Regions from separate parts of the Mus musculus genome. Here region 1 is linked to region 2. A link is a contact called in public Micro-C data. All regions are on one chromosome and are shown on one strand. The core of a region is the stretch at or near the end of the contact, and the rest is flanking DNA. Distances in the headings are between cores, read along the strand shown.

The links. A called contact is a pair of places that touch in the nucleus more often than the background predicts.
Region 1: a Micro-C map of muscle stem cells shows a contact between it and region 2, with 5 times the contacts expected there. The contact joins the promoter of Ptpn4 here to the enhancer-like site in region 2. A contact is called at or near these places in 1 of 39 promoter capture datasets (macrophages), 3 of 484 Hi-C or Micro-C datasets (erythroid progenitors, muscle stem cells and stem cell-derived germline stem cell-like cells), 5 of 115 datasets of contacts at active chromatin or transcription factors (CD8 T cells, the SCID.adh cell line, cardiomyocytes and 1 more) and 2 of 9 other capture datasets (adipose tissue and pancreatic islet).

What each region holds. Positions count from the first base shown.
Region 1 is chr1:119,835,808-119,838,507 of GRCm38.p6, forward strand. Ptpn4 (protein tyrosine phosphatase, non-receptor type 4) reads right to left here and starts at 1,264. Exons shown (of 27, transcript NM_019933.2): 1 at 1,095-1,264.
Region 2 is chr1:119,789,511-119,792,210 of GRCm38.p6, forward strand. The region is part of intron 2 of Ptpn4 (protein tyrosine phosphatase, non-receptor type 4); the gene reads right to left. Among named protein-coding and RNA genes, the nearest start is that of Ptpn4, 46 kb to the right of the region's middle. Within about 2 kb of position 1,326, at least 10 of the 459 cell types and tissues checked have an H3K27ac peak or open chromatin away from gene starts, as enhancers often do. A contact at or near this core is called in muscle stem cells, where this site is marked.

The DNA of each region.
Region 1 (2,700 bases), core at 14-2,513, 46 kb after region 2:
TTATTTCATCTGGACCCAAGATCTGGTCACACACTCAGTATTTCTTGAATTGCTTATTCCAAAAGTTAGGTATGACTAGTCCTCCTGGAACAGGCAGTTTTTAAAACCCCCTACGTAGTCCTTGTCCACACTGATGTCACTCTGTGATGCAAAGCCAAACATAAAGTCTCTGACATAAGTTTCAGGGAAACATCGATATGGATTATCATTGAAACTGTAAATTGTTCCATTACTTTAGAAACCCCAGCAAATGCATCCATACATGCATTTAACTACCTACACACACACACACACACACACACACACACACACACACACACACACATCTAGCTTTTCTTGAATCTCTGATTGAACTGATTTCCAGAAATCGTCCTGGGACAATTGAGGTGTCTACGCTTTGGTAAGCACAGTTCCTGTCCACAAAGGATAATCATACGCTCCATTTTTCCTGTAAGTAACTATAAAACAAACATTGACACCGAAACAAAAATGTAAAGCCAGAAAGCCACAAATGACTGTGCTTAACATTTTACAAAACCCCACAAACACCGATCTGTTCTTGACTACATACTCACGCTGAATCTAAACATCATGAAGGTAGGGACGATTCCAAAGCAGCATGAAAAATCTAAGTTCAGATGTTCTACATCTCAACTTTTTGGGCCCAACTACTGATTCCTAAAAGCAAGTATAATACTAGCAAGTCACAAGAGACTTTCAAGTTCAATGGAAGATAGCGTGTGTTCCTACCGCGTGCGGAAAAAAAATAAAGATGCTTATATGAGTCAATTAACCTAACATTAACAATTAGAAAAAAGAATCCCACAAATGAAATACTGAAGATTCTCCAGCCTTACCTTGAGTTTAGGAACATTTCATCTCCGCATCTATTCCACCCCTTCTCCCGTGCACTCATCCCTAGCAGATTTCAACTATAAACCCCAGGAAGATTCGAGTGCTCCGACCCACTAAGAAAAGGGAAGTCGATCGGGTAGTCTGGCCGCCCGGCTCGGCGAGCTTCAGGTGCGCGCCCACGACCTGCAAAGGGGGCCCAAACAGGCCGAGCGAAGGACCGCCCCAAGCGCCTCTCTTACCTTCGTTATCACAGCCGCGTCCTCCCGGCTGGAGAAAGGGGGGGGGGGGGGGGAATCCAAATACAAAAAGGCAGGAGGCCCCGGGCTCGCGGCCGGGTGAAAGAAGCGCGTGGTCCGCGTCGAGGTGCTCGCCCTCAGCGTCCCGAGAACAGCCGCCGCCACAGCGGCCGCGCCACGGCCGCGGGCCGCCTGCACCCCGTCATCCTGCGGGGCTGCGGCGGGGCTGGCGTGCGCGGGGAGGCGCGCGCTCGCACCTCGCGGCGAGATGAGCTAATCCCTTCACACGCGCCCCGAAAGTGCCGCGGTCCCCGCAAGCTGCGGGCCGAAGTCAAGTCTCTTTCAAGTCCCGGAGCCCCGATTTCTGACAGCTCCCGGGAGTCTTAAAAGAACAATGTCGCGTCCGCGGAGCAGGGAAGCGCGCGCGGCGTGAAGCGGCGGGTGACTCCAGGGAGGCGGCTCTGTGTGAGAGTGCAAAGGAGAGCCTCGGTCACCCTCCTCCTCCTTCTCCTCCTCCTCTCCTTCCTCCTCCTCCCTCGCCTCCACCGCCTCCTCCGTCTCCTCCTCCTCTCTCAAGCACACCCCGTCTCCGAGGCCGCAGCATAGCAACCGAACATGGCGGCTGCGCAGCCCCCGACCAGTCAGAGCCCCGGAACGGCGGCCTCGGCAACAGGAGGCGGTCTCGCGAGAGGTGAAGCCACGCCCTCTGCTCCGCCTCCTTCCCGCCTCCTACCCGGTTTCGGAGCGCGGGCGCCTGCCTAGAAGCACTGGTACTCACAGGTGCGAGAGAGACGGGATTTAGCGGGTTGGGAGGGGAGGGCGTGGCTCTGTGTCCACACCCCATCGCCAGGCAGCGATTGGTTCCTTGACTGTCAGTTCTGCCCCTCCTCCCTCTTCTAAGATGTACTTACTGACGGACTCTAGGGACACAAAAGAGGGGCAATAGCACAGAGTGGGGAAACTCGACCTCCTGGCATCAGGTTGTCCCAACTAAGTGCTAATAGAGGGTATAGGCTTTGAAGTGCAGTTTTCAATCAGTTCTCCTAAACATAAGGCCCTTGAAAACAAAGCCTAAGCAAAAGACGTTTCATGGATAAAACAAAGGATAGGTGCTTTCTGTGTGCAAGGAACACTGCTTTTTAAATCAAAGTCGTTCAATCATTTTAAGAATGAGGGTTGGTATTATCATGCCATGACCTTGAGGAGGGTATACCCTTAATATTTTCTGGGTAATACAAACTTGATGATGATAGAACATTCCTATAGAATAGGTGACCTCAACTAGGATCAAATGAAGGAAGGGTAAGTTGGGAGGACCCTCACATTTCCTCTTTGCTTGTTTTTCGTTTTTGTTTGTTTGTTTGTTTGTTTTACATTTCTTTATTTTGTATACACCTAAAATATGTGTGTCCATCTGTCTGTGTGTCTGTCTGTCTATCAGAGGACAAGGTTTGAGAGTTGGTAATCCTATGTGGGTCGCAAGGATTGAGCCAGACTTGGCAGCCAATTCCTTTCCTTTATCCTTTGACCCACCTCAAAAGTCCTTGACGTTTTTACCCACTTGGGGGTGGGGGGGGTGCCCTTTTCTGTGGCCAGGGTTCTTGTTAGA
Region 2 (2,700 bases), core at 76-2,575:
TGACAGGTGTACTGGCTGGTTTTGTATGTCAACTTGGACACAGGCTGGAGTTATCACAGAAAAAGGAGCTTCAGTTGAGGAAATGCCTCCATGAGATCCAGCTGTGGGGCATTTTCTCAATTAGTGATCAAGGGGGAAAGGCCCCTTGTGGGTGGGACCATCTCTGGGCTGGTAGTCTTGGGTTCTATAAGAGAGCAGGCTGAGCAAGCCAGTAAAGAACATCCTTCCATGGCCTCTGCAACAGCTCCTGCTTTCTGACCTGCTTGAGTTCCAGTCCTGACTTCCTTTGGTGATGAAGAGCAGTTTGGAAATGTAAGCTGAATAAACCCTTTCCTCCCCAACTTGCTTCTTGGTCATGATGTCTGTGCAGGAATAGAACCCCTGACTAAGACAACAGGGTAGAATAAGTAAGGAGACTAAGGGCTGCATCTTGCCCTGGATCCTTCTTGTCTTTCTGCTTCTTGGCTTCCACAAAGAAAGCAGCTTTATTCTACTACAGATCCCATATGATGTTCTGCCTAACACATCCAAAAGACCATGAAATCACAATAAGTTGTTTCACTATTTGGGTATAACAGCAACGAAAGCTAATAGAAAAGTGGAAGTCAAGACACGAGATAGATACTGTGACTGCCTAACAACAGGGTTCTAAAGCATATAGGATTCATTTAAGGAGAACTGTGGGAAACTGTGATGGTAAGAGCTACATAGACCACACATGATATAAAGAGGACTTAAAGGTAGGAGAAGGCTAACAGGAATATAGACAATGAAGCCCAGGTTCGTGAGATTTTGGATGAGAATGAAGACTGTATGACTAAAGGACATTCCATGGTATAGTGTGGCAAAAAAAAAAAACTAGCATCTTGTCTGGGCCTAAGACACTGAGAGAAGTAGAATTTAAAGGCAACGTATTAATTAATCTGATGGAAGAAATTCAGTACTCAGGCTATGAATGGTCAGTGAATAGTTCAGTCATTGTTAGCCTTTTTTTTTTTTTAAAGCAAACAAGACAGAACAAAACAGGAAGATTGGGGAAAAAATACATAGTTTGGCCAGAAAATTATGTAGTCTGGCACTTAAAATTGCTGACAATAAGGCTGCAGTTGTTAAAGAAATTAGGAGTCATTTAAAAAGCCAAATTTTTGTACCAAGAAAACAGGAAAGATTCCTTGATGATACCTTAGATATCAGTAAGACTACAACCCATGCCAGGGCCAAGTATAAACTCATTGGGAAAGATTTTTTTCTTGAGTATAGAGTGCAACCTGACACCTTGCTTGCACAAGACCATCCACAGAAGCATTTTTTATGAATCCAGTAGTATTAGGCACAAGGAGACTACTTCAACCATGGCCCAGCTCTGATTCATGCTGGCAGCAAAACCTAGGTTTTGTCCACATAATGTTTTTGCAGGCGTGCAGATTAATGTTTTAGTGGGCATGCAGATTATAAAAATTTAAGGTCACAGATGTTTCTACCCACATTTCAAAGGAAAGCCTGTAAGAAACACCAGGCAATGTGCAGAATGGTCATATTCCTTACAGGCTGTCACTGAAAGGGTGATAAATAGAGCAGATAAAATTGCCAGGATGAGAATAAAAAGAAAACAGCTGAGAGAGAAACTTGCCATGTACTAACAATTCTCAGTAGGATGTTTTTAAAAGGCAGTAAATTAATATTTGATTAGTTGAGTCAGTGAATGATAAAAAATAGTATACTGAAACAATTCCAAAGTTTATGTGTGGTTTTAGTCGCTCTGTTAATATTGCTAGCCCTTCAATTTCCCTTGTTTCACATAAGGACCAATAAAAGAACAAGGCATTTGAAGAATAGCTATAGCTCAAGTGATAATAAATACAACTACAGATACCTTAGGGTAAATTGCAATTTTACAAATAGAGATTATTCCTAACAATGTACTGCATTTTGTTGCTAGAGTTTTAAGAACAATAACTGCCTTAGTAAACAAAGATCCTTGTTGGTAGGCTAAGAAGGAAGAGAGACGTTTGAGACCTGGCTGTAGAGAAGACTGAGCAGCAGCTCTGTAGACTTGGACAGAGAGCTACTTACCGTCTTCAGAAAGCAGTTTCATGACCCTAAACTATGTGAACTATTACTTCAACAGTACCCTAGCTGTATTGTATAGAACCTAGGACTGAGTGAGTGTAAGTAAGGGTTAATATACTGAAAAGAAAAAGTTCACAGCTAAGCTGGGACTCTTTATAATAACTATAACCTGATCCATTATGCATATACAGTTCACATATATGAATGTATATATCTTCACTGAAAACTAAAAGGATTCTGCATTTTAAAATGTAATCATTTAGCCGGGCAGTGGTGGCGCACGCCTTTAATCCCAGCACTTGGGAGGCAGAGGCAGGTGAATTTCTGAGTTCGAGACCAGCCTGATCTACAGAGTGAGTTCCAGGACACCCAGGGCTACACAGAGAAACCCTGTCTCAAAAAGCAAAAAAAAAAAAAAGTAATCATTTAACCTTGATGGTGCCTGAAGTACCTATTTATAAAGATGTTCTTCTGAGGACCAACAGGATACAGGGGAGAGTTTCCTCTATGTTTAGCCCAATGGCACATTATAATAGGCCTTAAAAGACCAAAATCCTTCAGCAACTATCAGAGGATAGACTTGGATCACCTTTCTGGATAAAGAAATACTTCCAGAAATGGTTCTTCATA